6 separate regions of the Mus musculus genome follow, and all the other regions are linked to region 1. The links are chromatin contacts, called in public HiChIP or PLAC-seq and promoter capture Hi-C maps. All regions are on one chromosome and are shown on one strand. Each heading gives the region's core, a stretch centred on a gene start, on an enhancer-like site or on the middle of the called end of the contact. The rest is flanking DNA. Distances are from core to core; before and after follow the strand shown.

What was found. Promoter capture Hi-C pulls out the DNA fragments that hold promoters and counts their contacts. HiChIP or PLAC-seq counts read pairs in DNA pulled down with a chosen protein or histone mark. Capture Hi-C pulls out chosen DNA fragments and counts their contacts.
Region 2: a promoter capture Hi-C map of pre-B cells shows a contact between it and region 1, with 2.8 times the contacts expected there. The contact joins the promoter of Cmtr2 here to the promoter of Nfat5 in region 1. A contact is called at or near these places in 1 of 39 promoter capture datasets (pre-B cells) and 1 of 115 datasets of contacts at active chromatin or transcription factors (astrocytes).
Region 3: a promoter capture Hi-C map of pre-B cells shows a contact between it and region 1, with 2.5 times the contacts expected there. The contact joins the promoter of Nae1 here to the promoter of Nfat5 in region 1. A contact is called at or near these places in 2 of 39 promoter capture datasets (neutrophils and pre-B cells) and 1 of 484 Hi-C or Micro-C datasets (B cells).
Region 4: a contact with region 1 is called in a promoter capture Hi-C map of liver, with 2.4 times the contacts expected there. The contact joins the promoter of Phlpp2 here to the promoter of Nfat5 in region 1. A contact is called at or near these places in 1 of 39 promoter capture datasets (liver) and 1 of 9 other capture datasets (liver).
Region 5: a contact with region 1 is called in a promoter capture Hi-C map of pre-B cells, with 4 times the contacts expected there. The contact joins the promoter of Txnl4b here to the promoter of Nfat5 in region 1. A contact is called at or near these places in 3 of 39 promoter capture datasets (cranial neural crest, maxillary cranial neural crest and pre-B cells), 1 of 115 datasets of contacts at active chromatin or transcription factors (astrocytes) and 1 of 9 other capture datasets (liver).
Region 6: an H3K27ac HiChIP or PLAC-seq map of bone marrow-derived dendritic cells shows a contact between it and region 1, with 10 times the contacts expected there. The contact joins the promoter of 4931428F04Rik here to the promoter of Nfat5 in region 1. A contact is called at or near these places in 1 of 39 promoter capture datasets (pre-B cells) and 1 of 115 datasets of contacts at active chromatin or transcription factors (bone marrow-derived dendritic cells).

Annotation. Positions count from the first base shown.
Region 1 is chr8:107,291,711-107,295,033 of GRCm38.p6, reverse strand. It overlaps Nfat5 (nuclear factor of activated T cells 5), which reads right to left and starts at 1,564. Exons shown (of 15, transcript NM_018823.2): 1 at 1,136-1,564. The coding sequence starts at 1,208.
Region 2 is chr8:110,216,293-110,219,615 of GRCm38.p6, reverse strand. Cmtr2 (cap methyltransferase 2) reads right to left here and starts at 1,656. Exons shown (of 2, transcript NM_146215.4): 1 at 1,530-1,656.
Region 3 is chr8:104,532,956-104,536,278 of GRCm38.p6, reverse strand. Nae1 (NEDD8 activating enzyme E1 subunit 1) reads left to right here and starts at 1,642. Exons shown (of 20, transcript NM_144931.3): 1 at 1,642-1,767. The coding sequence starts at 1,715. It also overlaps a transcript of Car7 not described here.
Region 4 is chr8:109,866,984-109,870,306 of GRCm38.p6, reverse strand. It overlaps Phlpp2 (PH domain and leucine rich repeat protein phosphatase 2), which reads right to left and starts at 1,704. Exons shown (of 19, transcript NM_001122594.2): 1 at 1,590-1,704. The coding sequence starts at 1,688. It overlaps Gm17344 (a long non-coding RNA gene), which reads left to right and starts at 1,777. Exons shown (of 4, transcript XR_003947453.1): 1 at 1,777-2,011.
Region 5 is chr8:109,564,322-109,567,644 of GRCm38.p6, reverse strand. It overlaps Txnl4b (thioredoxin-like 4B), which reads right to left and starts at 1,753. Exons shown (of 4, transcript NM_175646.4): 1 at 1,582-1,753. Dhx38 (DEAH (Asp-Glu-Ala-His) box polypeptide 38) reads left to right here and starts at 1,784. Exons shown (of 27, transcript NM_178380.2): 1 at 1,784-2,154.
Region 6 is chr8:105,288,031-105,291,353 of GRCm38.p6, reverse strand. 4931428F04Rik (RIKEN cDNA 4931428F04 gene) reads left to right here and starts at 1,826. Exons shown (of 8, transcript NM_028888.2): 1 at 1,826-1,950; 2 at 2,189-2,585. Exoc3l (exocyst complex component 3-like) reads left to right here. Exons shown (of 14, transcript NM_177788.5): 10 at 302-431; 11 at 550-672; 12 at 750-905; 13 at 998-1,122; 14 at 1,204-1,431. The coding sequence ends at 1,393.

The DNA.
Region 1 (3,323 bases), core at 315-2,814:
GTAAAACCAAAAAAATAGGAGAAATGCTGGATTTCTTGGGAAAAGGGTTCACCATGGTTTATTTGTAAAAAAAAATATAAAAGAACTGTCTTTAGCCTCCTTCCACTGGTATAAGAAATGAGTACAGATGGGGGCATTTTTGATTTGATACCCCTTGCAAGGGGAACCTGTTCTGACACATTCTTGTGGTGTCCAGTGTAGGAATTTAACCCCAGCAGAGATCACCTCAAGTATTAATGTTTTAGATGCTGGGAATCCCCTGCAGGCCTTAGCCAAAGTAGTTTTAAATGGGATTTTCTGTTCATTGCCTCCTCTCTGCACGAAGCCCTTGAACAGCAACAGAAGAGAATTTTTCTCAAAGGGCAGGACTGTGCCCGAGCCTGGTACTCCAGGGAGAGGAATACAAGTACTCCAAGGAGGGCATCCCTATCTTTGTAAAAGAGAAGTAATTAGAATGTCACGGAGGTGGAAAGAGAGAAAGAAGATTGGGGCCTTTTCCAGGCAAGAAGATGACGAGGAAAGGAAGAACGCCTGGCCGAGGGGGGCCGTCCCGACATGGGGAGGGAGTGGACTAGGCCGGGGAAGGGGGGGGAGTAGGACGACCGCGCACAAACAAGACCAGAGGGAGAAAAAAAAAAAAATGGTGACCCTGAGCTCCGAAGCCCCTCGGGGCCACGCAGCCCGGCGTGGGGCAACTTTGCCAAAGAGGAGAGTCCGGGGGACACGAGCCGCGGCGCCCCGATTCCACCCCCCCTCCCCGGTGTCCCCAGCAGCGGGACCAGTGGGGTGATTCCCGAGCCGGGGGAGGACTGGGCCGGCAGTCCGCCGAGTGTGGTGGAGTCCGGACCCGCCGACCGGCAGGTTGCGAACCTCCGGGACCGCAGAGGACTCTGGGGGGCGCGCGGACCCTAAGCCCCCCGCCGCGCCGCCGCGCCGCGCCGCGCTGGGGAGGGGGGCGCCGCTCGGCAGCTCCGGGATCACCCCTGGCCCTCCGCGGCCAGCCCAGGACTCTCGTGAGGGGCAAGCCCGCCCGAGCCCGGCCCCGACGGGGGACCCCCCCACCCCAGCCCGGGACTCCGCGCGCTCGCGCTCCCCGCCCCCACGCCCCACCCCCCCACCCCCCCATCTGACTCACCTCGCGAGTACAGGGACTTGGGCGATTCCAGGTCTAGGTCCGCGCTGAGCAATGAGATGAAGTCCGAGGGCATCGCAGCTCGACCCAGCCCGGCCCGAGGGCAGCGGGAGGGGGGGAGCGGCGGTGGCGGCGGCACCTCCTCTCCGGGATCCGCGGGCACCGAACCGGGGGCGGTGAGGCGAGGGCGGCAGCCGCTGCCTCCTCCTCCTCCTCGAGGGCAGTCACTTCCCACCCGGCCGAGCGATGAGAAGGGCGGCGGAGTGGAGGGAACAGCTCTGCGGAGTGGAGAACTGACTCCCGGTGAGTCCAGAGACCAGAAGCTTCGGACCGGGGAAAGGGGAAGAGGGAGAGCCAAACGGGTCCGTTTCGGGCTTCTCCTCAGCGCACACTGACGGCCGCCGCCACCGCCGGCGCCGCTGACAGGAATCTGAGCCCCGCCCCCTCGTGGGGCACTGCGCACGCGCGGAGGGGGGGAGGTCCGGGAGCCCGGAAGAGCCTGGCGGCCGGCGGAGGGCGGACAGGCGCGCCACGGAACAGCATCAACAAGGGCTTCGCTTCCTGCCGTCGCTGCTGCGGCCGCTGCTGATCCCGGGCTGGGAAAGGGCCCCGCCAGCCAGCAGGGAGGGTGGAGGGAGGCGGCCTGGCTTCTGGGGCCCTGAGAAGGGAAAAGATTTTTTTTTTTTTTTTTTTTTTTTGCCTCGACCTGGTGGCGGCGAGCCTGAGGCGGCCGGCCCTGCTCCGTGGTGTACTTAGGAGGACACAGACCCTGGGGGACCTGGATGTCAGCCAGGAGGGGAAAAGCCCTCCAGGGACTTGCAGCGATCGAGGCCCGCTCGCTGGAGCTCAGCACTGGGGAATGGAGTTCCACAGCTTGGACAGCAACCGGGCCCTTCGGGGTTTTTCATAGCAGTGTCTGCAGTGAGCTGGTCAAGGGGCTATCAGACTCACTTTTTAATTAAGAAAGGGCAAGCCATACTCACCACCACCACCACCATCACGAGTTACCAAGTTTTGTTTGTGGATTTTGTTGTTGTTGTTCCTGTTCGTGGATTTTTTTGTTGTTGATGATTTCTGTTGGCCCACTCTGGCCTGGAGCTCACTATGTAGATCAGGCTGGCCTCAAACTCACAGAGCTGTGCTTGCCCCTGCCGGTCAGAAGTCACCATGCTCGGCTATTGATTCTTTTTAATGAAAATATTTTCCCCCCACGTTACCCACCACACCAAATTTACGGCGACTGCATTTATTTATTTATTTAGACAGGTGATTTTGTTATGTAGGTCTAGCTGGCCTGCAATTCGCTGTGTAGATTTAGACTGGCCTCAATTTTAGGGCAGTTCTCCTGACTCAGCTTTTCGAATGCTGGGATTACAGAAGAGTACCACCATGCCTGGCTTTGATTTTTGTTGTTGTTGTTGTTTAAGTTTATGTATAATGATGTCTCTGATAGTGAATGGTCGAATTTACTCCGGAGTGGAAAATAAAAGACAATTTAAAAATGGGATCATGTGAGTCCACATGGCTTGTGTGTAATGCACACGCGTGCGTGGGGTAGGGGGAGAGAAGTAAGCAAACATACTCTTCCACACGGGTTTTCATTTTTTTCACTGTGCTAAGGGAGAATGGAGGGAAAACATGTAAATGAGATTTTTTTGGCTGCTCTGTTCTCGGGGGCTAAAAGTTTCCGTTGCAAAAACACATCCTCACCTCCACCACAGACTGTTTCCTGACTCTTAATAGACTTTTGGGAAATTTTTAATCGAGTTATTAAAATATCAATTTGAGCACAGGGTGCGCATCTTGGAAAATAATTTTTAATTCTGTGTGGGATTTTGATGCCAACAGCCACGTGGGCAGTGTTTTTCAGGTGTTAAAGATGCCTTGATGTATGTTACTGTGTCTACAAAGCTGGTCACAAATCCTAAAACCCTGCGGATGTACCCATATAAATCCCTAACAAAGTTTTGCCTCTGTGATTTTGGGCACTTTATTGTGACTTGGAATGCTGGAGTTGGGGAAGAGTCTCTGAGCAAGGGAGGCCCCAGTGCAGGCAGCTCTGGGGTGGGCCCTTTAGCAAGCTTAACCTACAGACCTAGAATTTACATTTGTGTTATCAGAAACCACCTATCCTTTCATCTGAACATCTGATACAGGCTGCCTGATTATCTTCACTGAATTCTTAGTGATA
Region 2 (3,323 bases), core at 407-2,906, 2.9 Mb before region 1:
AGCTATGACCATAATGACATCATGACATTGGTGCTTCCTGAGTCCTGTCCTCTTAGCAAACCTTCCCATCCCTTTTCATCCTGTATTTTATCCTGTGTTCATCTGGTGTACAGGTTGGTAAGCTCCTTAAAGCAGTGGGTACCTTTTTTAATCATCTTGTTTGTCACAACTACTTACGAGTCCCACGTGAGTAGAGATTTACTGTCACAAACAGCAACATCATTTAACAGTTAGAAACTGTATTTAGAAAAGCTCTTAGGGGGAGGCAAAAGCAGGGCATTTCTGCACGCACAAAAACTCTACGTAAGAGCAAACAGAAAATTTACTACAATGAGCTCATCTGTCTTGATCCACGCTGTGCTTACTGGGAACCGCAGCTACATTTAGACCTCCAATACATTCTATTTTGGGGGGAAAAAAAAAGTCTACTTTTAGTCATTAACTTCACATACTAATTAGTGGCTGTGGTTAAGCTGTGAAATCTTACCGAAATTAAGTGGATAATTGCCTTCACTTGCAAACAACTAAAAGGATTCAAACGCTCCAAGGTTCCTGACTGTACTTGAGCCTTGCTGCCAACTCATTCTTAATATTACCGCCCCCTTATCCATTCCACTCCAGCCACACAAGCCTGCTGTTCACTGAAGACCCAGGCCACACCACGTTGGAACACTTTGCTCAATACTAAGAGGCAAGCTCTACCTGGGCTTTACTCCCCCAAGTATCTATCTAGCTAATCCCCTCAGCTCCTCCTGGTATTTGCTGGAAGGCACTTTACTCTGTGAAGCCTATCCTAACACACTTATTTTGAAATTGCATCTCGGGCTCCCCATGGCCCTTACCTCACTTTCTCCCACGGCATTCATGTTTATCACTTATTTCTTTTCCCCTGTGTTCTGTTTGTGACTTGTCGTTCTCAACTTCCTCAAACCAGAATGTAAGCTCCGCACTTCTGCAGGACAGTTATCTTTTATTTTGCTCACTTACATGCCACCCCAAAAGGTTCCAACAGTGGCTGGTGGGCACTTAAGTACACTAACATTAACTGGATAAATGGACGAATATTACACTTAGCCCAAAAGACAAAGCTCTGAACAGAATAATGCATTTCAATTTCACCCTAGCATTTCAATGTACGACTTAAAAACAAAAAAAATTTCAATTAAATGCATAAAATTTTTTTTCAACTAAATGCATGCCGTTTCCAAAGTGCATGTGAGGCTGATGAGTATCAACTGTATTATTTTGCAGGCTCCAAGTGGAAGACAGGAAGCTTCCTGTCCAAAGCCACAAGGAAATGATTATAAAATTTGTAAGTCCAACACCAAAGCCTTTAAGTTCTCAACAGCTGTCAGGTCTAAGTGAGCATAGGGAGTGTTAGCAATGGTCCCGCCAACTTTTCCTAGGAAATAAAAACACTGGGGCATGTGCAGTGCTCACACTGGGTCCTGGGACAGCCACCTCTCAAACACTCATTTGAGCAGCCCCGCCCCTTGCCCGCAGCGAACCGTCCGGGAACTGTCACTCACCGAGAAGCCGGGTCCGCATTCCTTCAGCCCACGCCCACCAGAGCCCCTCGAGCAGGAGCAGAGTAGCACCGCACACGCGGTCCTCACTCTAACGAGCCACCTGCCACTTCCGCTCCCGGGAACAGCTTCCGGGGGTGGCGTCTCCTCTGCGTACTTGGCAACCGGGTCGCGGACAAAGAGGAGGGAGCGCCTGGAAGACCGCCCGGACCTGCGCACGCGCAACTGGAGCCAGATCCTCCTCCAGACCACGCCCCCACCGGCTGCGAGGCTCTGACAGCCACACTGCACAGGCGCCTTCCGGGAGGCCTATCGTCACGCGCATCGACGTCACTCGGGAGGGTGGCAACTCCTGGAGCTGAGCTCTGGTGCGGAGAAACTTGTCCGTCTCAGCGGGTCGCCATGGCAACGGAACTGGGCTTTGGTACCCGAAGGTTTACCCTGGATAGATAGATGCTAGTTCCTAGGAGAGACTGCATTAAAATTGAAGCTCAATGGATAACTTGAGTGCAAAACCAAATTAAAGAAACGGAAGTATCATCACTTGGTGTGTTTACATATTAATAAACCAAGGAAAAAGAAAACCACCCGGTGTAGTGCCACAAGCCTTTGATCCCAGCTCTCATGAGCCAGAGGGAAACAGATCTCTGAGTTCTAAGTCACTCTGGTCTACATAGAGAGTTCCATGTCAGCCAGGGATACCAGAGGATGGACTCTCAGGCCTGGGACTCTCTAGTTAGGTTAGACTGTCCAGCTAGTCACTGGTATCCACCTGTCTCCACCTCCCCAGCTGTGGGGTAGCCACAGCTGCTGTGCGTTTATAAGTGTAACAGCCATCCTTTTTAGAGGAAAGCGCTTCACAGCACTTCCCTCATCCTCTCGCTCTCCCACTCTTTTCACCCACTCTTCTGCACTCCCCTTCCCTGAGCAGGTGTTATGTAGATGGCCTGTCTATGGCTGAGCTGTCAGTCACTTCTCAGAACTTTGACAGAGATGAGGGAAGAGCACCGTATTCAGAAGGCAGTTTGGCAACTTGACCATTTAGAGAAAAAAAAAAAAATCAGTGGACTCTCCCTTAGAGCCCACGATTTGTTAGTTATGGGTTTGGGCCATAACTAATACAAGGCATGAATTCCTCTTGTGGAGCAGGCAAATACCTACTGAATATTTTAGAAAAGCTCCCTTAAGTTCCTTCCTAGTCTTCCACCCTCAAGAAGCAGCTATCACTGTATTTCCCATCACCCTAATTTAGATGATCTGGTCTAGAATTTCACATAATTCAATCATTACACTTTGACTCTTCTCAGCCTCTCCCTGTTCAATTTATTATTTAAAATGTTTTCATCTGTATTGTCTTGTGTCTTTAAAATTTATATTGCAAGGGGTTTGTCATTCTGTGGGTTGACTTTAATCAGTTCTTCTACTGAAGGCTGACTGTTTAGTTTCTAGACTGGTGATATTACGAATGGACCTGTTTGGGGACTTTCTAATATGTTGTTGTAAGCATATGTTTTCATTATTCTTGTGTGACTTAGATGTGGAGGAACTGAGTCATCCAGCAGGCATAGCGACCAAGAGGAGAGAATAATCGCAGCTGCTGTGTGTGTAACTTCTTAAATCTTCCCCAGAGTTCTGAGTGTGTGTAACTTCTTAAGACTTCCCCAGATTTCTGAAGTGTTCCACCGTTTTGTAGTCCTACCCATAATGCAACTTTTTGGCATTGTCTTTTCATTTTAGCCGTTGGAGAGACTCTGTTGCTTTCTAAATGGGATTCTTTGAGACTTTCATACATATGTA
Region 3 (3,323 bases), core at 393-2,892, 2.8 Mb after region 1:
TGGGAATTGAACTCAGGACCTCTAGAAGAACAGTCAGTGCTCCTAACTGCTGAGCCATCTCTCCATCTCCCCTGCTTCATTCTTTTAACCGAAGTGACTACAGCGATAACCTCTTTAATTTTTCTTCCCCTTTTCTTTCATTTCCTTTGCACCCATTCTTTTAAAGGGCTGGGGAGAAGGCTCAGCAATTAAGAGCACTTGTTCTGCGGAGGATCCAAGTTCAGTTCCCACAGTGAATATTTCACAACCTCACACATACATTTAAGAATAAGTTTTCCTCAAAGGAGAGGTGGCAAGATGGCTCAGCAAGCTGGAAGATTTGGGCTTATCCCTCGAACCTGTGTTGAAGAGGACGAGAAGTGACTTCTGCAAATGGTCCTCTGTCCTCCACGAGTGCATGATGGCATTCTTGCACACACACCAATCAATAAACATTAAAAAGTTGTAAGAAGTGCATGCTCTGAGGTATCCTTGTCCACTTACTAACAACTGAATGCTTCTCAAAATCACACAGTCGCAGGCAGTACAGCACCCTCGGCCCCTGATGTTGTTGTTTCCAATTACATTTGTCCATCTTTCCTTTCCTGGGGCCAAGGTGTATGCAAGGCTATGTAGTGAACTTTCACTTTCACTTTTGACCTTCTCACATTCCCTGGGTGTATTTTATATCGCTCACGTTTCACCTGTCTAACTGGAGAGGGAATGTGACAACTGACAGACATGCACAAGCACATAATGAGCTGGGAACGCCTAACGCCCCTTTTCTCCCATCAGTTGGGTTCCATAGGGGTTGGGGGAGGGAGGTCACAGCAGGGTGTCCCCTCACCTTGTGTCCTAACACTGTGCCCAGGGGAAGTGCATTTGTTAGCACTGCAATATTACTGTCAAATGGAGCCGTCTCTTTGGTCCCTCACCCCACAAGGCTGGAAGGATTTTATGTGTGGATGTACACTCATCATGTGCTGGGATAATAATCTCAGGACGTGCAAGTGCATCTGGCAATCATGAATCTGGAGACTCCTCTAGGATTTGGGATAGAGGAAAGCAATTCTTACTTGTCAGCAAGCCTCTTCTTCCCTCTTGTCCTCAACTTGCTCATAAGCTCCTTCCTTAGCATCGGCCACCAAGGGACAGTCATCCTGTGTCACATGAATCGATGATAGCTTTAATTTCCTCCTTGTTCATGGGCTTCACAGGCAACTCTGGCTGCTTCTCAGACACCCTCCCGTCCCCCAAGTCCACTTCTCATTTGTCTCCTGATGCCGTTTCATCTCGTTCAAAACCCCCTTTCCCTTGCGTCACCACGGGGAACAATTCTTGGAGGGAAGCCGTGGGGTGGGGCCCCTCTGTCTACCCATCAGGGTAGCTTCTCTATATAGAATACTATATACAAGTATGCTGGTGTATTGTTCCTCTTGGAGGAGTCTCAGGAACGGTGAACTCACCCAGAAGAGGACTAAGGTTTATCAGTGATAAGGATTATCACTCGATTTAAAAGTCGGAGTTCTCCACAATTACTGCAGGTAGAGAGAGAGAAACATTCTGTGGAACTCAACCTCAGGTTTCCCCCGGCTTCCCAGTGACGCGTGCGCAGTGCAGCGTCGGCGCCCCCTACTGGCTGCGCGCTGGAGGAGGGCGCTTAGTGCGCCTGCGTGAGGCCGAGTGGGTGGCGGCCTCCTTAGGCGGCTTTGCTGTTCGCGGGCCAGGCGCGGCCATGGCGCAGCCAGGGAAGATACTCAAGGAGCAAAAGTACGACCGGCAGCTGAGGTGAGCCGGGGTTTACGAGTGAGCAAGCCGGCCAGGCTGGCGGGCTCTCCTGACACCCGCGGGGCCTAAGTGCCTAGGCCGGGTAGGCCGGCCTCCCACGGGCCTGCGGCTGCGGCCGGCCGTGCAGGGCGTGGGGAGCCGGCGCTCTGGGATCCGGCCACTGGCCCGAGTGTTCGGCGAAGGCCGGCTCGCCCCTTCCCGCACGGCTGGCTGTCCGCGGTTTGCGGTGCGCGGTGTCTCCGCCAACCCACTGGGCTGCACAGTCTCGGCAGGCCCTCCCTACTCGTTCGCTAAACGAGGGGGGTGGGAGCACCCCATCCTGCCCGACCGCCGAGCGCTGCGCCCCGGCAGGTATTGGTCTACGCCCGCGCTGGCCAATAGAAATGCGTCATGCTAGCTTTATCGGAGCAAACCGTGTTCGTAATTACACATTTTCCAGTAGGCACCTTTCAAATAAAGTTAAAAGAAGCTAGACATGGTAATCCCAAGGACTTGAGAAGCAGAGGCAGGTGGATCGGAAACTGAAAGCCAGCCTGGCCTCCATTGGAAGACCTTGGGAACCGGGAGAATAAAGAGACAGGAAAATAAGTTTTGCTACTAGTTCTCCCCACCCCTCTCGTTTATATAGAGACATGGTCTTAAGTAGGCCAGTCTTGAACTCAAGCGCCTACGTCCCAGGTCTCAAGTGCTGAGATTGAAGATGCTCACTGCCCAGCCAGACTCAAAAATAAGTTTTTGCTCCCCCACCCCACCCCTTTTTTTTTTTTTTTTTGTCTTTTACCTTTGAGTGGCCGCCTGGACTTGCAATGTAGAGCAGACTGCGCTCAGACTTGATGCAATCCTTCTGCCTCTTTTTCCCCAACAGCTGAGATTATAAGTGTGGACTATTACACCCGGTTTATGAAGTATTGAGGCTGGAACTCTGGACATCATGCCTGCTTGCCAAATTGAGCTACATTCCCCAATCCCAGAATCAAATTTGACAGTGTTTATCTAACCTAGTATTCCAAAACATTACAATTTCAACGTAATTATTGTTAAAATTACCAAGCTATTTTTGTTGTTGTTGTTCACAGAGTCTTATAAATCAGGTATCATACACATTTTAAAAATGTCTTAATTCATGCCAGCTGCATTTCTAGTACTCAGAAACCATTTGGACAGGGCACATCTAAACCATCCGGTGGATTCTTTAGCTATTTCTCCTTCCTTGTCTCTTCCCACCTTCTTCCTTTCTTATTGAGTATACTCTGTGTCAGCTAAGTGTATCAAAGTGTTGCCATCCCCTCGCCTCTCTTAATCTCAAGAGAACTTACCCTGTGTCCCTAAGGATGGAGGTTTCTCTTTGTATTGACTACCTAGCTCTTACTCTCCCAGAGACGTAGGTACTTAGTTCTGAGAATCCTTGAAGGCAGACGGTCTTTGATACTGGATAGGGAAACTAAGTCTTGTAAAAGTTAGGTTAATTTGCCCAGAGTTAGACATGTTTCCAGCTTGGGGCCACCTGGCTTTTTCAGACTCATCCTTTGTCCCAAGCTTCTAGAGAGAGAAACAAG
Region 4 (3,323 bases), core at 455-2,954, 2.6 Mb before region 1:
CTTCAGGAACCCTCCATTCATGCAATTGGCCATTTCAACATGACCCAAAAAGGTTACAAGAAAAGTTTTTTTTTTTTTAAATTGACCATCCTCTGCATACCAAAAGCCATTTGATATCTCTCAAAACTATTTCCTCATAAGTTAGTCCTGCAGATCTCTTGCCTGTACTGAATCCACTCACAATTTACAGTTCGTTATTTGCTATCATTTTAAATATCTGGAAGACTTTGAGTAATTACACTTCGATTTATGCTTGAGTAAATTCCAGTGTAGGTAACAGTGTAGGTAACAGTTATGAAGTTAGTCTAAAGTAAACTATGCATTAACACTGGGAGGTGCCAGAAAATAAAATTTCAGTCTACTGAGTATTGGTTTTATGAATTCACTAAGTACAACAAATAAATTTTTCTGCTGCTTCCATCTTTGTGCTACTTTACTAATAATCTTAATAAAAGGAAATATTACTCAACAACAATCTCATTTAATTACTTAAGGTTTGCTTTTAACATTAAGTATCTTCGATGTTTGGCAGACTGGTTTCGAAACACATTAAATCTTAATTTTCTTCCCCTTCTTTGGCAAGTTTTAAATCCTGCCAATTGCTCTTCTAGAACTCTAGAGGAATTCCATTCCACTATTCCAGTTCGTTTATATACTGAACCTACAGAAAAAAATGTCTCTGCACTATTTCAGAGGTTAGTAGAGAACTCCACCCAGTTAGCCACCTTTTAGCCATCTCTGCTGACCTCACCTCAGCTCACCTTCTGCATTCTTCCTGCATAGAAACTTCTTGTCATCACTCACCTTCAAGGCTCCACTCCCCTTTCCCCTGCATCTGTTTTCCTATCCTCCTACTCCCCTGATTCTACCAAAAAGCCCCGCTTAGCTGCCTGTTGCATAACGGCTCCCCCACTGCCTTCTCCCCGGATTGTCAGCCAAGCAGGAGTGCCCCTTCGGGCTCTGCTCTCCCACCCCCGCCCCCCAAACCCTGCAACACGCCCAGCAGGTCCACAGGCAGCAGATCCTCCGGGACTGTCCCCCGAGCGGGAAGCGCGGGGTGTTGCGTCTTGGAGCCGAGAGCCGGTTCGGAACTCCCGCAGCCAGTCCCGAGGGCAGCGTGGCCGCTCCCGCCGGCGCAGCCCGCGCACACCGCGGCGCCTGGCCAATCGCCGCCGCCATCCTCCAGCTGGGGTGATGTCTTCAGGTGTCCGCCGAGTCCTGCGTACTCGCCGCCTGACTCCCGCCAGGCGCGGCCGGCCCTCGGAGCCCCCCGGAATCCGTCCCGGGGCCCCGGGCTAGGCCCAGCGAGGAGACTGAGGTCCCGGGGATGCGGGGAGGAAGGAAGGTGGGGGCAGCGGCTGCCCGAAGGCGTGGGCCTGCCGGGCGGCGGTCAGGGATGGACAGCGCCGGGGACCAGGGCGGCGGAGGCCAGGGCGGGGGCGCGGCCCGGAGGCCCCACAGCAGGCCCGCGGCGGCCCGGCCAAGTGCAAGCGGCCCAGGGACGCAGGGCGGGGGGCGCCCGCCGCCTCGGGCAGCTTAGCGAAGGCGGCCACAGCCCTCTTGCTTCCTCCCTCTCCCTGCCGTCTCACCTTTAGGACCCGAATCCCTCCGGGCCGGCGAGGCGCCGCCGCTTCAGGTGGCTCCGGGGGCTCCAGCGGGCCCGCGGGCACGGGCTCCACCTCCCCCATTGGCGGCCAAGGATTTACAGAGACGCCCGGCCCGGCGCGACAGCGCGAGCCTCGGAGGCGCGCGCGAGCAGCGGGAGGCCTCGCCCCTCCGCCTAGACCCCGCCCCTAACCAAGACGCTCCGCCCCCTTCGGTCCCTCCCCGACCCGCTGGACCTGCGTAGTCGTCAGCCTGGCGAGGCCGGAGTAGAATTGTGGGAGGCTGGCGCCACTGCAGGCGGAGTAAGCCTCTGCTGCGCTCCACCCTGAGCTCCTAGGACCAGGGCGCAGGGAGAGCAATTTGGTACTTTCTGGATCCTCCAAGAAGCGGCCAGAGGAAGTGACAGGTAAGGCCTGCACCTGTTAAAATAGACAAGATACAACCCTCCACCATGGGCGGCGCTGGAATTCTCCATCCAAGACGCTTCCTGCTCCCAAATGTGTCTTGTCCCCTGGCACCCACTGGGGGTGAAAGAACTGTTGCTTATACTCACCTCTTAGGGATAGCTGGCGACCTTCTTCATCAAACCACCTCAAGTACACTAAGCTTTCCAGGCACAGTTCAGTGTCCTTTTCCTGTAATCAAAGTATCAGATTTCCTTTCTCGTCCTCAACCACTCAACCAGTAACATGGTGTGTAAGCCCGCTTTCTATTTTGCAAGTCTTAATTCACCTATTTTAAAAGCTGACTCTTTTTGTTCCTGGAGTGAAAGATAGTTTTGTGGTTAGTGGGCCAAATTATAAGTCTGCCTAATTCCAATTCCAAATCTCAATTGTACTCTTTTTTTTTTTTTTTTCTTTTGGTTTTTCGAGACAGGGTTTCTCTATGTAGCCTTGGCTGTCCGGGAACTCACTTTGTAGACCAGGCTGGCCTCGAATTCAGAAATCCGCCTGCCTCTGCCTCCCAAGTGCTGGGATTAAAGGCGTGGGTCACCACACCCCGTTAATTATACTCATTATTAGATCTATACATTCTATACATGTACAAATTACTTGATCTAATTCTTTCGGATTTTTTTTTTTTTTGAGACAGAAAATTACACATAGCCCAGGCAGACCCGAACTCACTATATAGCCAAAGCTGGCCCTGAACTTTTAGAGTCTCCTGTCTCCACCTCCCCAGTGCAGATGTGCACCACTATGCCCAGCTTCAGGTGGGTCTTCCGTGTTGTTATGGGTATTAAGTCTATGCAACACAACACGTGTATGACTGATGATAGAGGCCAGAAGACAGTGTCGGATCCTCTGGACCTGGAGTTATAGATGGTTGTAAATTGACAGGTGAACTCTGGGAGTTGACCCTGGGTTCTCTGGAAGAGCAGCCAGTGCTCTGAACCACTAAGCCATCTCTCTAGACCCTTGCGTTGGTTCTTAAGGAGTGAATGAACTAGATTAACATCTGCCTGGCCATTATCAAGGTGGATTGGACAGAACAAAGAGCCTAACTCATATTAAAGATTCATAGTAGCCACTGTAATTCTGAAATTCTAGGTTTCCCAAAAGGTGATTAGCATTAAACTGCTCCTACATTTTGTAAGAAGCCTTCTAGATCTCTTCATTTTTAGGGCTTCCTCTCTTATGTATGTGTTGAATATTCAGCCAACTTGTAAGGGATTAAAAAGCAAAACAACTTCTAAGATAACCGGGCAAAGGGTCACT
Region 5 (3,323 bases), core at 504-3,003, 2.3 Mb before region 1:
GCTGGGAGGATAGCTCAGTTAGTAAAGTGCTTGCCTGGGAAGGGTGAGGACCCAGTTCGATCCCCGGAAGCCATCTAAAAAGAAGCCTGGCCTGCGAGAGTAGCTCACGAACTCAGTGCACTCAGCCAGATCCTTGGGATTTGGTGGCCAGTCAGCCTAGCCAGTTCACCAAGTTGCAGGGCAGCCTGAGACCTTGTTGTCAACAATACAAAACAAAACAAACCCAAACCCAAACACCTAAGGTTGCCTTTGGTGTACAAACATGCACTGACAGGTGTATATACATGAGTATATACTCATGCACATACACAACAATGCACACATAAGATATGAATAAAATTTACACAAGAAATGAAATTGTTCCACCTATAAGCCACAGTTTATTTTAATAGTTTTATGTGCATGTCTTCCTGCCTATATGTCAAATTCCCTGGGACTGGAGTTAAAGATAGATGTGAGGTGCCACGTGGGTGCTGGGAGCTGAATCCCTGGTCATGTGGAAGAGCAGTCAGTGGTCTCAACCTCTGAGCCATCTCTCCAGCCTGTAGGTCACCCTTTAAATAGGGAAGCTGACTTCCAGGAGGGGTTTCATCAACTGTGAGTGTAGAACAAATTACTGATGAAAGAGAAACACAAAGAGAATTTGGACCCGTCTCGCCGTTAGAATTCACGTAAGCAAATCCCGTACTAGTAATAAAAAGAGGAAGGGGGAGTGTGGCGTGTCACCAGAGAGGGTCGGTGTGCTACAGGCCAGATGTTGGAAGGAGGGGGAAAGCGACACCACATCCAAGACAGTGTTCGCATGAGGGATGCAAATGGAGAATCATAAAAATTATGAACACTAAACACATTTGGAAAGCCAAGTTTTGCACGTAGACAAAGGATAGCAAGTTAAAAGGCAGATTTAAGAAATGCATTGAGTCTACAAACACCAAGTGAGACGGTAACACTCAGAATGGAGAGAGAGCGGAGGCATGCCTACTTCGTTGGAATTTGGATGCAAAAGCTCTTTGGAAAGAAAACTGGCCTCCTCTTTACACAACAGCTCTACTTTTGAGAATATGAACATAGACACAAAGACCTATGTTCATGTCTGTCAACAGGGCACTGATAGTAGTAGTCTTGCGAACTATCTTATACAGCTACTAAGAAAAGATTCGGAAGCAGTATGTAAAGTCTGATTCTTCTTTTTTGTAGAAACTTAACGTGTAATGCTTTCATAGGATAATGGAAATAAGCATCCTAAGATATAACCAAAGGACATATCTGAACATGAACTTATTTTCCAAGGATCTCGCTTAGTACCCCAGAGTGGCCTCAAACTTGTGGCAATCTTTATGCCTAAACCTCACAACTGCTGGGATTACAGCGGTATGTCACTTTAATCTACGTCAGGGCTGACGTCTACAAAACACCCAACGCATGTTTTTGATAAGAACCTGGTGGTTGGGTTCCCCCTGGTTCACAGGTGCCATGGAGGACACTTCGGTCTACATGTCAGCAACCCGGGCTCCTCCACCGGTTAGCTAGGGCACAACTGCCTCTTTCCTCACTGCCATCCTGGGAAAGACCCCAACTAACCTGGGCTGTATCCTTAGAAACGCTTCCTCCGACAGGAAAAAAAAAAAAAAAAAAAAAAAAAAATCCTCCCAAACGGAAGTGAGAAACACGGACGCAGAAAACGAACGTGCCACCGCGCGCCCCAGTCAATAGTCCGGTAATCCGACAAGATTATTTTAGTTCCTTTCCACTTTGCACTGGCCGCCAGCGACAGGAAGTGACGTCATTTCCGCCCTTAGTAAACATGGCCGGTCTCGTGTTGTCCTCCCTTGCACACCCCCGAGCCAGAGGCGGGGTGTTGACTCTTACGCCAAGCGCGATTGGTCGCAAGGAGACTCTGAACCCAGAGGAAGAGACTGAGGCTCGGAAGGCCTGTTCGCGGGGTTGCACTCTGGCGTCCCGGAACCCTGGATTTGTGGGCTGCTCTCGATGGTCTTTTTGGACGGATAGAAGGCTCCGCGCAGGGCATTATGGGACGATGATGGCCGCTTTCAAACAGCGGAATTTGCCTCTTTGAGACCCTCGGATCGAGCGGTGGCCGCGCTGGCGTCTCCAGATCAGGAACCGAAGGCCTCGAGAGTCGTGCTTGGTGAGGTGAGCGTCTCTTTCTCTTTCCAGATCTGTCCTTCGGCAGCCATGGCGGCTCCAGGCGGCCGGTGTCGGCTCGCGGCTTCTGTTTGGGCCCTGATTTCAGAGTTCCTCTAGTCCTTGTTACCCAAGTTTCTCTATTTGCTTGAGCGGAGAAGTTCATTCAGCCTTCTCCGGACTTTGTCCATGTTCTGGTCTCATCCCGGTGTTTGGGAACGGCCCCACGGAGATTCAGGGGTCCTCCCTGTGCCCTCGTTTAGGGCAGTACGCGAACCTGGTACCCGATAGTTGGAGAGCCTGGGTAGGGCTTCTGGTGCCTTCCTCCTGTCTCACTGAAGAGTCTCCACTAGATCTGGCGGATAATCTATAAGTAGAGTATTAACCCTAAGAGGAAAGGGCTCTTGTTTTTCCTTTATCGGTATTGTTGAGAATAGCAAGTGGATTAACGACGCATGCAGTAAGCAGTTGCTAACCTGAGAAGTCCATTGTGGCTTCTTTGTCACCGATGTTTCTCCATAGTCTGGCCGTGGACCGCTTTATTTGCTATTTTGAGCCGCTAATTAAGTCCTTCCTTGTCCTGTGTTGTGAATAATTTCCTGTCCAGAGAAATGTCTGACTTCCTGTTCGCTTTCAATAAATGATATCTAATCAGGTTTTTACTTTGCCATTTGTTAACAAGACAGACAGTAGTCTCTGCTTGCATGCAAATGACACTTTAGGATGTAAGTCGTTGTATCTCAGCCTTCCTGTCAAGATTTCTTAATATGCATATAAGATGCGACTTTGTTTCTCTCTTCTACCTCGGGAAACTTTTGCTTCTTCATCCACATTGTGTTGCAGCGCCCCTTGGGAGAGCTGTGCATGTTAATTAGAACACAGCAAAAGAAGTCTAGATTCAAAAGTCACAGTTCTCATGCTTTATAAACTTAATCGGAATGAGAATAATTAACTACATGTCCAACATAGGTCCAAGCTTATAATCGGGTGGTGTTAGATAAAGATGAATTTGACATCAGCCAAACACCTGGGAGGTCTTACAGTCTCTGAAACACGTTCCAGACATGCTCTTTCCTAACATTTCTTGGAAGTAATTTTGGCGAACACAGTTTGTTATTCAAGAGATTTTTTTTTTTTTTTTTTTTGCCTGCTATGGGATGCTTTTTTTCTCTTTTCCC
Region 6 (3,323 bases), core at 577-3,076, 2.0 Mb after region 1:
GCTCTTGGTGGTGTGCAGAGAGGACAGACATACATGCGGGGAATTTTTACTCTTTTAAGAGCTCCCCTCTAAAACAAAATAAAAGGAAGAATAACTTAACTTGAGGTTACATTAGAGGCAAGTCCGCTGGGCATACTCTTCCTAGCCTTACAGAATACCTGAGCCCTTCATAAATTCAGAGCCGCCCTTTCCGCCCCAGCTCCCACCAGACACTGTACCACAAGGTGGCGCCAGAGTGGATGAATCCTAGAGGGCCATGCGAGCCTTGGCCTTGGTCCTGAAGTCACACTTTTTGGTCCAGATCTTCGGTCTCGGTCCTGCTGCCGGACGGGGAAGCTTCCGGGGTCTTAGCTCCAGTGGAAGCTGCGCTGGACGACGTACAAAGGAGGATCTGCCGCCTGGTTTTGGAAGTACTGCAGGTTGAGCTCCAGGTGAGGTCGCCATCCCAGTCTAGATTGGTAGTGTGAGGGAGAAACACGGTCTATTTATGGTGGCCTCTACGGGATCCGGATCATTTCCCTAGCCCTGTCTGTGCTATGCTTTCCCTAGCCCCTGTTCTCCGCTCTGCCCTCGCGCCGGTGGCTATTGAGTTCTGAGTTGCTAGATGGTGTGTGTGAGCAGACGTCGCACTTCTGCCAGGACTTCTGGCGCGTACGGAAGCCTGGTGTTCAGGTAGGGCGAGGAGAGGAAAGCTGGGGAAGGGGTTGTGCTGGTGGGACCCTATATTCAAACTGATTACTGTCCTGCAGCTGCTGCTGGCAGAGGCGGAACGAACCGTGGTGTTACAATACCTAAGGGCTCTGATGCAGGGCCGCCTAGTGTGCCGCGGTACGGACGAGCGGAGCCAGGCGGCTGAGCGACTTCGGCAGGATGCTGCCCAGCTCAAAGAGCTTTTCCTTGGTTTGGTGAGAGCTCATTGGGAGGGCAGACAGTCGAGGATCTCTGTAGTTGGGTGGGAGCCGAGGGCCCGCTGGAAACCCTGTTCCCATGTGTTCAGGGCCTGGAAGAGAGCGCTCACTGCGCGCCCGTCCTGCTCGCGCTGAGGGAACTGCTCAACCTCCACGACCCCACACTGCTTGGCCTCGAGGTGGCAGGCTTGAGGCAGCAATTTCCCGACGTGAGGTGCGAGGAAGGGGACAGGGGAGGAACGGCCCAGGAGGACGAGGGAGGGCTGGGCTGACGCACGTGGTGGTATTCCTGCAGCGAGGATCACGTCTCTGCCCTCTTGGACCTGCGCGGAGACGTGTCCCGAGAGCATCGTCAGGCAGCACTCAGTTCGCTGCAGGCGGGTCCACCGCCCTCACCGTCCACTGGCCGCCGGGCGCTCTTCAGCCTGGTACCGACGCCTACGCCCTCCCTGTCCTCCTGCCTCCCTTCAGGTCCCTGCTCCTGACACCCATCTGTTTGCGTAATAAAGCCACGTCTACGACACGTCTGAATCTATGTGTTGGGGGCGCGCCGGTGAAAGCAACAGTGCAATTAGGGGTCCGTGCACAGTGGTACATCTATAATCCTGGCTGAATCCTAGTATTCTGGCAGCATCTCACCTATGCAGACATCTGCTCTCTTTGTGGACTGCGTGCCCCGAACCCTGGGCTCCCGTGGAGTACTCACTTCCTATGTATCTACTACCGGCAAGCAGTAAATGGTTTCATCGCCCTCGCCAGTCGCTTTAGAAGCGCGGAAGTTTGAAGAGGGGGAAGTCTAGGACCAGACGCGGTCCAGGGGCGCAGGGTGGCAGCGAATCCCGCCCCTCTTCGCACGTTTGGCTCCGCCCACAGCGAGCTTAAGCACGCCCCCTACGGCGGAGACGGACGTGGCCCTTGCGTCTTCGTGTGAGCGTGCGCGCGCCCGAGTGCGCGTGTCTTTGGCGCGGGCTTCCATGGTCTCGGCGGCCAGCGATCGGCTTTGAGGAGCAGGAACTGCGGGCAGCAAAAGAGGCGTGATCAGGTGGGGGCGCGGCACGCGGACCGAACCCCTACCCCACTCCAAAAACCGAGACTAAATATGACTAAGACTTCACCCTTCTTGATTTACCAGGGAATTCCCCCAAGTCCATTGTCTCCTAGCTCCGCCCTCCATTGGGCACGCCCTTCACCCTGTCTCACGCCCTTTATTTGTCTTCAGGGCACGCCCTCCCAGAGCTCTTGGTTCCTATTGGTTGTTTTCCCACGTTATCTCTTTCCAGGGGTTCTTATTGGTGTGGGCCACACCCTCTCATTTGTCACCAGACCCCGCCTTCAGCAGTCAGGGACTCCAGCCTCACCCTGAATTCATTCATTCTGCAACTAGTGAGTGCGTGGGACGAGAGGGTGAATCAGACCCTTCCTGACCTCGGGGAGTTCAGGGCACGGTGGGGAAATATGGATCTAGCCTCCAGCCATGACAGCCTAGGGCTGTCAAGAAGCCATCAAGACCCTGGGACCCTTTACACATCGGGAAGGCTTCCCAGAGAAAGTGAGGCCTAAACCGGGCCCTGAAAAAAATGGTTAAGAGGTTGCTCCAGGGACACATTGGCAAAAGAATTCTTGGCAGAAGAACCTGAGACGTGAAAGAAACAGGTGAATTCTGGTAATTACGTGGAGGTAGGTGGAATGAACGAAGGGAAAATGGAAGAACTGGCCCATATAGTGGTCAGTAGACATCCAGAAAAGTATACAGTTTGAGGGTGAATGAGATCTGAGACTAGAAGTCATTTTTTAAGCAGCCGATCACTAGGTAAGGTGGAGGAAGACTCCGAGAAGGAGGAGGATGCCGGGGTGGGGGTGGGGGGAGTCTAAACAGGGTATCTAAGTTTGCGAAAGGAATGATTATAGTATTTTTGCTTTAGAGGTCTATTTTTATTATTTCTGGGTATGGGTATATGCATGTGCCCGTGGAGGCCAGAAGAGGGCCTTGGGTCTCCTGCAGCTGGAGTTAGCCTGCGTGGACACTAGGAACTGGATTTGGGTTCTCAGGGAGAGCAGCAAGTCTCTCCAGCTCCATGATTTAGTTCTTACAAGGACTCAGGTTCATCCATGGATCACAGTGGATTACAGTGCTGGATCAGGGACTGTTCTGGGTTCTGGAAGCACAGTTGCACATTATAGAAAGGAAAACCCAGATAAAGCCTTCAGATCTGCCATGCAGACAGTGAGCTAGCTGCAGTAGACTTCAGAGACAGCAACAACTACAGAAAAAGCTTAGTTCCAGGAGAGAGAGGAGGTTTGCTCTTTTGTAGAGATTTGCTAGTGCTGACTTTCTTTTATTCTTCTTTCCCTTTTTTTTTTCCTCTCTGTTTAAAGCTTTTAAAGACAGGTATTGCTGCATAGCCCAGGTTGGCC